Linked DNA regions of Mus musculus: region 2 is linked to region 1. A link is a contact called in public HiChIP or PLAC-seq data. All regions are on one chromosome and are shown on one strand. Each heading gives the region's core, a stretch centred on a gene start, on an enhancer-like site or on the middle of the called end of the contact. The rest is flanking DNA. Distances are from core to core; before and after follow the strand shown. Region 1 has its middle 55 kb from the start of Ifng. Region 2 overlaps Ifngas1 (Ifng antisense RNA 1).

Region 1 (5,417 bases), core at 1,999-4,498:
TGGAGTTTGTGCCCAAGGTCTGCTCAGGGCACTGGTCCAGACAGACCAGAAGGAACCCGTGCCACTGGTCTGGTGGAGTTCCTGCGTGCCTGGATCCTGCTGGTCCCAGTTATTCCCGGTGTTGGGACAGATGTCGTGTCCTCCTGACCTCCTCACCTCTTGCATGACACCTTTCTTGAGTGGCTAAGGAACACTGACACCTCCTTAGCGATTCTATCTGACCTTACTATGACTTCTCAGTGTTCCTGTACTTCATCTGCCAGTGAGCGTCCCCAACCCTGATGAGGAGTGCTTACAGGATAAGTGTTTGAAATCCTTGTCTAGGAGTATTTTGTTTTAAATATGAAAAAGTGCTCTTTCATCTCTTTTTATTACTTCATTTAATTTTTAAAATTTCATATGTGTGTACTATATTTACATAATTTCCCCTCCTTCTCCTCTCTTCAACCCCTTTCATGCTCCATTCACCATCAAATTCATGGCCTCTTTTTCTTTAATTACTATTATGTTCTGTATACATATATACGTGAATATATTATACACATATGTATATATTATATACTAATACAATATATCTTGTATCTCTCTATAGTATTTATGTATATATTATATATCTATACATGACATGTACTATATGTATATATGTATATATATATATATATATATATATATATATATATATATATATGTATTATACAGATGCAACCTGCTGAGTCCATTTAGCATTTGCTTCTGTGTATGTTTTCAGGGCTGATCACTTGGTATTGTATAACCAATTAGGGGCTCATCCCTGGGGAAGACTAATTTTCTTTCTCAGCTCATTAGTTGCCTGTAGCTCTTTGTTTGGGGGGTGAGGCCTTCTGAGGTACTCCCCATTCACTTTGGCATGGCAACTGGTGTCATTGTTTGGTCTTAATTAAGCAGTCATATACCTGAGATTTCATGGGTATATACAGAAGACACAATCTTGCAGCCAACTTCCAGGATCTCCAGCTCTTCCAATCTTTTTTATTTCTTTCAATTTTTATTAGATATTTTCTTCATTTACATTTCAAATGCTATCCTGAAAGTCCCCTAAGCCCTCCCCACACCCTGCTCCTCTACCCACCCACTCCCACTTATTGGCCCTGGCGCTCCCCTGTACTGGGGCATATAAAGTTTGCAAGACCAAGTGGCCTCTCTTCCCAATGATGGCCGACTAGGCCATCTTCAGCTATCAGCTCTTCCAATCTTCCTGTCCCATCTTACACGATGTGTTGTTCCCTGATCTTTAAGTACAGGAGTTGTGTTTAAAACGTAAAAACTGGGACCAGGTATCCTATGACCGGTGCCCCCTGCATTTTGACCTGTTGTGGGTTTCTGTAATAGTCTCCATCTACTGATGAAGAGTTAGAACTACAGTCATCAGGATGGTCTCAGAGGATGGAGGTTAGATATGGCTTTTCATCTTTCTTTAGGTTGGTTATGGCCTTTCAGCTTGCTTTTATCTACAGGTTGAAAACAAAGGAATCTATAAAGGTATCAGTGAAACTGAATATTCTTCTGGAATCAAGAGCTCTTAGAAAGCCTTCCGTAAACCAAGAAACCAAGGACACCGATTTGACAGTAACCCTGACATATGATGAGTGCCGCTAGAGATAAATTCACAGCCATGTATTTATTTCTTTAAAAAGTTTTGCATAGGATACTGACTGCTATGTCGGATGATTCCAAAGTTGCCACAGCAAGGTTTTGGAGCTAAAGGGATTGTCACGAATTTGTACATTTTCTGTGTGTGTTCAAAGAATGTTGCCATCCTGGTCATTATGGCACTGTATAAATTTGATAGAAACAATATAACAACTTAGCTCATAAAATCTACTAAAGAAACATGTCAGATTTTTGTGATATAATGTGGTGTCATTTATACTTAGTGGGTTCTATCGACTTCATTATTGTCTACTTAAGGGTCAGATGACCTCTAATGATGCCTAGTGTGTGAACTTAACATATTTTGACATTAAATAAAAAGATTTTTTTCTCCTGAATCACAATTTGGTTTTCATTTCCAGGCCAATGCATTCCTAATGAAACATTCCAAGTAGTAAATGAACTAATATGTCCTGTCTGATCTGGTTGTTACCCATTTAACTAAGGAAATTATAGTGTGCTGTTGTAGAGTAGCTTCCAGGGTGTGGTGATGCTAAACCTTGATGATTTTCTCTGAGTGCTGTGTGATAAGGAGAAGATGGAGGCAACCCAAACAAAAGTGCTATGGTTTCCAAGGCATCTACAAGCCTCATTCACACAGGTCTCCCTTCAGCTAACTGAGGATTTCAATCTGGCTATATTGGGCATTTGAGACTCTGCTTCCCTGTTATAGGCACATGTCAGAACACATGGGCAGATATGCTCTCATGTTCTGTCCATCCATCCATCCATCCAGTTCACTTCTCAAGGCATTCCCTAAGTACTTGCTGTTTATAGGCAACATTGTGGTACCCTGGGCAAAATTTCTCTCTGTTTATTTAGGAACAACCTTTCCTTAATTAGTCTCACAATCCAAAATTACTTACTTCCATCTTCTTTATCAAAGCACAGTGGTCCCACATATTACATCTATGGGGAGTTCATATGGGGTACCCATCTCCTTACTAGACAATCATGATGGGGGAAGAGATAGTGAGAGGAGCTGGCAACTGGAGAAGGGGCACAGACTCTCCTTGATCTACGTTGAGAGTACTCAGTGTTTTCTAAGAACTGTCTTCAACGTGGCTAAGATAGGTCTGTCAGTGGCCTGTCTCGGTGACACATCCTTCTTTAGAAGCCTTTTTTTCCTTAAGGTCTGTGGATATCAGTGATGTTGAGTAATATACGTTTGCCACCAGCAAGGAAGTACTTAGTATGTGGACGTTAGATGATTAATGGTAAAGTTCCTCCTGCCTCCCTACAACTTTTGGGGTGTTTCAAAAATAGACTACCTAAATAGAGGTGTTCTTACTGATGCAGCACACTCGAAGCTTTCCACAGAGGGGGAATCTCACAAGCTTCTGGGGAGAGCCTGACTGGCATATTGGCAAACACTGCATTTTAATGAATTTCCTCTGCCTCATTCTGGTCCGGCTTAGAAATACATTAAAATTAGAACCAGCCCATTTTAACCTGCCCACAGATGCCAGTTTAGAAAAAGTCAAGCCACGACCTTCAGGTTTGAAACTGGTTTCAGGCTTCCTGTCATTGTTTCCAGAGATGGTGAACAGACCCCACTCACCCTATCAGTCATCCCATGGCTCTGACGACCGTGGCCCTTGACGGAGGACATCAGCTAGGTCCTACGGCCCTTGTCCTTGTATATCCCTGGTCCAGTAGCCACGGTGATACAGCTTTGGTGTGAATATACACAGCAGGGGAAGCTGAAGGAAGTGCTTCCCATCATCGCAGGAAGCTTCTAGATTATGCAGATGTGCAACCCACTGTGAGGAGCAAAAAGTGCAAGCCGGGTTGGGTGAAGCAAGGAGAGCATCGGGAGAACCCAGAAGCAGATGCAGATGGGGTTGGCAATGGCAGAACCCTGCAAGAATCCACAAGACTGCCTGCCCTCCTCTGTGCCTGTGAGATCCAGACTCGCACGAAAGCCAGTGAATTCTGTGAATACTCATGGAATGTTTGCAGTCTACTACTAGTGCTATCCTGGCAATGGCCATCATAATAATTAAAACCCAAAGTTTCTTTGTAACAGTTTCATAGTGGGAGTGGAAGGGATATGAAGGCAACCAGGAAGACAGTGCAACACAGAAAAATCAAGGAGATCCAGATGGCACACATTTTGTGAAGAGGTAAAGTCTGAGGTAACATACCATCAAGATTTAGTACGAGGTCAGTATGTCTCCTTCCACCCCTAGGGTTCTATGACGCTTGTGTAACATGTTTGCAGAATAGTGTTCATCATGTTACACATGTTCAACTGAGGAGTGAAAAGTTTAGGAACTTGAAGAATGTCTTAGTTAGGGTTTACTGCTGTGAGCAGACACCATGACCAAGGCAACTCTTATAAGGACAACATTTAATTGGGGCTGGCTTACAGGTTCAGAGGTTCAGTCCATTACCATCAAGGTGGAAACATGGCAGCATCTAGGCAGGCTTGGTGCAGGCAGAACTGAGAGTTCTACATCTTCATCTGAAGGCTGTTAGTGGAAGACTGATTTCCAAGTAGCCAGGATGAGGGTCTTAAGCCCACACCCACAGTGGCACACCTACTTTAACAAGGCCATAGTTTCTAATAGTGCCACTCCCTGGGCCAAGCATATACAAACCATCACAAACAGGAACCTCAGTGGCAAGCCTCACCAACAGAATACAAGAAATGAAGGAGATAAGTCTCCCTCACCACTATGTTAGTGCTCAGCATAGAGCTTGTTACATAGGAGGTACCCAGACATCCATTTAAAACATCCAGTGGAATAACTGGGTGGCCATAAGGCTGGAAAAGAAGACATAAAACTGGGAGATGATTTAGGAACTAAAATGGTTCAGGTCTGGTTGATGGCCAACTTGGTGATATGGGGTTGGTGCAGAGGAACTGAAGTCTGCAAGCATTCATAGTGATGCATTGTAGTGAGATCTTGCATCTCATCTTGGCTGAACAAGTGCTTTGGAATTACGTTTATATCCTCATGATTGTGATGCTCTCAACCTTGGTCACAGATGTCTCTTACTGCAAGGCTTTACTTTTTACAAGACAGGTCAAGGCCTCTCCTTCCTCACCAGGCATGCTAAGCAATACACCTGTTCTGTGGACGCTGGACCAAGGTGTCTCTGTATGCTAAGGTTTAGAGCTGGAACGTACATGTTGCAAGAGAATGGGCTTCAGATGGGTATAACTTCCTAATAGGCAGCTACCGTTTAAGGGCAGAGAAGAGCCTTCCAGGAAGTAATGGTTTCTAATAATTGTAATGGTGGCTGAGGGTTGTCTCCTAAAGAAGATTCTGGTGTGAGATGCAAACCCGAACACCATGACTTTTCACAGTATGAGACTCTCTGCATCCATGGATTTCAATGTGACTTTCATAACATAGTAAGTTAGAGATTTTATCTGAGACTCTGGCTAGGGAAGCTGGGAGGCCAACTGCAGATCTTTAACTCCCCCTTGGTTCTTATAAAATCTCCTAGTCTCATCCCCCAGCTCTGCTGCAGACCAACTGCTGAATGGCCCCCATCTCTGTGGATCACAAAGCTCTTCCCCTCTTAGTTTCTCCCCCTCCTTTCATTGCTCTATCTTAGCCCCCAACTCCAACTAGCACCACCTAAAAGCCCACTGGCTATGCCTGACAGAAAGCCAGGTGGACTAACTGCAGATCATTCTCCTTCCATTCCCTCAAGTCCAGTCCCCCATTCTTATCCTCAAATCTGCTGTCCAGTCCTCTATTCCTAGCCCCATC
Region 2 (5,417 bases), core at 1,410-3,909, 160 kb after region 1:
GAGTTCTACCTCCTGTTCCAAAGCCAAATAGGAGAAGACAAATCTCTCAAGCAGGTACAAGGAAGGTCTCAAAGCTCACCCCCACAGTGACACACTTCCTCCAACAGGACACACCTACTCCCACAGGACAGGCCTAATAGTGTCACTCCCTGGGCCAAGCATATTCAAACCATCACAGTTGTCTTCATGTAAAATAGATAGTTTTGGCATTTTACTTGGTCAGCATCCTGTGGAGAGATACTTTAGGTCTATAAAACGACCCTTTTCTCATATGTCGGCCTGTCATCATCTCCAACTGGGGATTTGTCTACTTGACAACGTCCTTGACATTCATTAACTGGAGTTCTCCTTGGAAGAAGAGCCTCCTTTAGCCCCATCTATTAGTTAATTACTTTTATGTATTTGGATGGAGTCAGGAAAATTTGTATGTTATCATTCATCACAGTTACCATTGACTATCCGTCAAGGTGGCTCATATTTAATCATTAGGTATCACTTTTAGTGTGACTCCTTTTGTTCTTTGAATTAGAGGCTCTTTTGGGAGGTGTTTTGTTTTGTTTTTGTGAGGGGAGGTTTGTGTTTGTTTGTTTGCCTTTTGTGCCATCGTGTATTTTAGGATAATCTTATTCTTCCCCTGCTCCAATATAGAAATTATTAATTTTTTTCAAGGATCCTTGGTTTCTTCTATTAGAGAAGAGTATTTAGTATTTAGAAGCTAACTTCTGTATGCTTGTCTTGCATCCAGTATTATTTCGCAGTTTCTCATCAAACAAAACTATCAAAAAGTGTTTTCAAAAACCATATACATGTGTATGAAATCTAAATCTGTATGTACCTATGTAATCTATTTATCTATCTATCATCTATTTACTTGTGTGTGTATGTGTGTGTGTGTCTGTCTGTCTATCTGTTTATGTGTCTAACTATCTCAGGCCAGGGGCTGAACCCTACTCTTTGTGTATTTTAGGACAGTGCTTTACCACTAAGCTACACCCACAGACACTTCCAAAATTTTAAGAATTCTTTGTGTGGTACTAATATTTGTATTTTGTGTCTGGGTAGATGTACTTTGCATTTTAAAAAAAGTTTATCAACTCTTTTTGACTTTGCTTATGATCTTTTCTGTTATACAGAAAACAAATCTATTTGTGTTTAGTCAGATCTATGTTTTCATAAAACGTCTCTGGGTCATGAGACATTGCTAAGAATTTGCTCCTTACACACAGGAATTTATTCATGCTTTCTCCCGGGAGTTTTAATTTTTATCTGTATATCTCAGTTACATTCTGGATCATGCTTACATATGGCATGATGTGTGCTCTGATCTTATTTTGTTCTAATGGATACTGAATTACCCCTGAGCCATCCCTTGATTTATTTTTCTCCTAGTACATTTGTGATGCCACTTTTATTATGTTCTGTTCTACGCTTCCAAATGTACTGGAATCTAGTTCTGTGCTTTCTGATCCACTCACAGAGTCTCCGTATCCAGCCTTCCACCAGCACCATACTGTTTTAAAGCTTTTTTTTTCCCTGAGACAGGGTTTCTCTGTGTAGCCCTAGCTGTCCTGGAACTCACTCTGTAGACCAGGCTGGCCTTGAACTCAGAAATCTGCCTGCCTCCTAAGTGCTGGGATGAAAGGCATGCGCCACCACTGCCCAGCTTCATACTGTTTTAATCACAAGGACTTTATAGAGTATTTTAATGTCTGGTATAGCCAGTCTTTCCTATGTTCTTTCTAGTATTTTATTGGCTATTTGGGGATTTTTGGTTGTTTGTTTCTCCACATGTTTTGGACATGAGTGTGTTTACTTCTATATAAAGACTGATTCATATTTTATTGAGATGTAGTCAGATTTATGCACTGAACAGAGTCAACATTCATGAGATGAAGCCATGCTTCATAATGCCTTGAAACACCTTTGTGTCAGTCCAGATTCACTCTGACATTTCTCATGGCTGTTTTTGTCTCACGTAGTTTTCCAGAGTTTATGTACTTTTAAATATGATCCTAAGTATTTCGTCTTCTTCACTGTTATTGTAAATAAGGGTTTTTCTGTTACCGGGTTTTCTAATGAATTGTGTGTGTGTGTGTGTGTAAGCACGTATGTAAATACTAAATACTAATCCTGTATGTAATATTTTAGTCTGAGATCTTTACAACTTGTTTTACTGTTTGAGTTAATGTGTTTTCATGAGCTGTACAAAAAATAAATGATTGTGTTAGGCCTTTAAACTTTGATTTATTTCTTGTGGTAGTTAGGCAATTCTGACTAAGGCAAAGGAACAGATTTGCCAAGGTCACAAGGTAAGAAATGGACAAACAAGCTTTTAAATCAAGGGCCTTCATTGTTAGTCACTCTGAGTGGTCAAGGTGCAGGTTCCCTGAACTGCTCTGTTTCTTCTGCTAGCAAAAGAAGGGGAGCAAGCTGCCCCTCTCTCTCCTTCTCCTGACAGACCTAAAGCCCTGTCTTAGTTAGGGTTTCTATTGGTGTGTGAGACACCGCGACCAAGGCAACTCCTGTGAAGGAAAGCACTTCATTGGTGTTGAAGCTCACCAATTAAGTGAACTAAATTTAGTTAGCCAATGGGCTGAACTAAACAGTGCAGAGCTTTGCTCCTTTATCATCATGGGAGAAAGCATGGGGGAGGCACACGTGGTGCTGGAGAAGCAGCTGAGAGTTATACATCTCATTGGCAGGCAGCAGAAAGAGAAAGTAACACTAGGCCTGGTTTGAGCATTTGCAATCTCAAAGCCAGCCTCACCCTCAGTAACACACTTCCTCCAACAAGGCCACACCTCCTATTAGTACCACTTTCTATGGGCTTTGGGGAGCATTTTCATTCAAAACACAACAAGCCCCAGCATTAATTGTGGGAGCTGAGTAGGAACGTAAGCAGGACAGCTGGATGAGGAGTCTCCCTGAGGTAGACCAGAAAGCTGTGCAGACATAACAAGAACTTCCTGTAACGTGTACTTCATTGTTTGGCACGACTGTAAAATTAAACTCTGGCTGGAAAACTAATAAAAAGCTCATCTCTGGCTCACCAAATAGCCCCTGTGAGCCTTAAAAATAAAAAATGCCTCTGCCCCACTCACCTGAGTTGTTCATGGGATCCATGGTTTACTCTGAGTAGAGGTGGGGTTCCTCCCCACACCTTTACCTTGTGTTCCTTCCTCAGCTCTGACACTAACCCTGCCATGTTGAAATTTCTTACTCATGCTGCATACAATCTGGAGAGAAGAGCCTCACAGGCAATTTTGGATTATAGATCTTGTATCAAATCCAGCCCTTAGCGAGCATTTAATGCATGTTTGTTGAGTGAGTGATGAAGTCATATTGCCTTCCAAACTCCTGGAATACACAGTGTTACTTGCACTACACACATGAACATGTCAATCTTCTTTTTTTTTTTTTATTTCCAGAAGGAGATTCTAAAGTTATCTATTGGAGTAACTTACTTTTGTCAGATTAATACTATTAAACAATTTGCTAGATACATAGTGTGGCCATTGCACACATATTTGCTCAAATGTTTTGAAAGTTTAAACAGTTTTCTCCTACTCTTAAGGAACTGTATATATGGATGGGGTTTTAACACGTTGGGGTAAAGCAGCGCACACATGTAAATACACACATATATACATATCAACATACATACATACATATATATATATATACATACATACACATACATAAATACACGTATATATGTAAACTCACATATACATGTATATATACGTATGTACATATCTATATGCACACATGCACTCTAGATGTTTTGATCCAATCAATACATTTTTGGTTCTGATTCTAACAGATGTAATAAGAGTTCAATAGGGGGAGAAGACCTGTGTTGTCATCCACCTACTGCTCTTCTTGTTGAGCTTCTGAGATGAGTGTAATGATGCTTCGATGGATGTTAATGAGCCTGGTGCTTTGGGACGGATTTGCACTATACCCACACTGGATAAGAAAGCATTCAGTTAGCTCATCATCTTTTAGAGCTTCCTCTCCTGGGGCCCAGGGCTCTTTTCTGAAGGGAGGTTAAGGAGATTGTCACCACTCTATGAAGATTTAACTGAATTCATCTTTAGCTCCTAGGACTGCCCAATTGAGCATATGTGATGAATCTCTGCTATCATAGGGGAATACCTTACTCTATGGAATGGCTCTCAATTCTTGTGAGGTCAAAATATTCCCATACATCACCATAGATGGTGTGGTTGTTGGTAAGGCTCTGTGGCACCAATCTTCAACTCCAAGAAACAAACAAACAAAAAAAACCCTTTCCAGTATTAACACCTCTGTCCAAACTGTAAAGGATGAAATTATGCAGATCTAGCATCTCTCATATGGCACTGGGGAGTAGTGTTATATTTTGTGCACTTTCAAGTGTGTAATGTTCTGCAATGGATCCAAAGGAAATCTGACACTTCCTAAAGCATCGTCGCAACATGCTGTGCTGGTTACTTTTGTTGGGGTGCACTATGTGAAGGTTGTCTTTGTAATATTCAATTATTAATTCTATACTGGCAGAGAGTTTTGGTATTGTTATTCTTATGGTCCATCCTCTGCCTCAGTATTTTGTAAACCTACACCTTCCTCAGTCACTGATTGGCTTAATACAGATCTGATGGAAAATAGCTGGGCAGGAAAGGGGAGGCAGGACTTCTGGTCTGAGAGAGGGTCTCTGGGAGAAGAATCTAGGTGGGAAGATTCACCAGTGGGACACAAAGGTGATTGGGCATACTGGGAGAGAGGGAAGAGAGGGGGGGGGGAGGAGAGGAGAGAAGAAGAGAGGAGAGGGGGAGGGGGAGGGAAGGGGAGAGAGGGAGAGGGAAGGGGAGGGGGAGAGGGAGAGAGAGAGGGAGAGAGGGAGGGGGAGGGGGAGAGAGAGGGAGAGGGGGAGAGGGAGGGGGAGAGAGAGAGGGAGAGAGGGAGGGAGAGAGAAAGAGAGAAAGAGAGAAAGAGAGAGAGAGAGAGAGAGAGAGAGAGAGAGAGAAGTGGCCAAGCACAGGACATGGACTAGAATAGCTGGGTTAATTAAGTTAGATGAGCTATCTGGGAGTTAGCCTAAGCTAGGCCTAAGGTATAATAAACTTAATAAGTCTCTGTGCCATTAGCTGGTGTCTGGCAGATTCAAGAAAGTCTAGCAATATAGTTTTATGTCTGCTTGATACAAGCTAGGGTCATTTGGGAAGAGGGAACCTAAATTGAGAAAATGTCCCCATGAGATTGGTCTGTGGGGAAGCCTGTGTGCACTTATTAATCTTAATAAGTGATTAGTGTGGGAGTGCCCAGTCTATTGTGGATGGTGCTACCCTGAGTTTGATGAGCAGGCTATATAAGTCACGAATAGCAACCCAGTAAAGAGCATCAATGCATGATGTCTGCTTTAATTCCTGCCTCCA

The links. HiChIP or PLAC-seq counts read pairs in DNA pulled down with a chosen protein or histone mark.
Region 2: a contact with region 1 is called in a BATF HiChIP or PLAC-seq map of CD8 T cells, with 10 read pairs. The contact joins two enhancer-like sites. A contact is called at or near these places in 3 of 15 datasets of contacts at CTCF or cohesin (CD8 T cells, large pre-B cells and pro-B cells), 9 of 484 Hi-C or Micro-C datasets (CD4 T cells, Th1 cells, cerebral cortex and 5 more) and 3 of 115 datasets of contacts at active chromatin or transcription factors (CD8 T cells, fibro-adipogenic progenitors and memory CD8 T cells).

Annotation. Positions count from the first base shown.
Region 1 is chr10:118,383,698-118,389,114 of GRCm38.p6, forward strand. No RefSeq gene overlaps it. Among named protein-coding and RNA genes, the nearest start is that of Ifng, 55 kb to the right of the region's middle. Within about 2 kb of position 3,249, at least 3 of the 459 cell types and tissues checked have an H3K27ac peak or open chromatin away from gene starts, as enhancers often do. A contact at or near this core is called in CD8 T cells, where this site is marked.
Region 2 is chr10:118,547,697-118,553,113 of GRCm38.p6, forward strand. All of the region lies in intron 1 of Ifngas1 (Ifng antisense RNA 1), which reads right to left. Among named protein-coding and RNA genes, the nearest start is that of Ifngas1, 6.1 kb to the right of the region's middle. Within about 2 kb of position 2,660, at least 22 of the 459 cell types and tissues checked have an H3K27ac peak or open chromatin away from gene starts, as enhancers often do. A contact at or near this core is called in CD8 T cells, where this site is marked.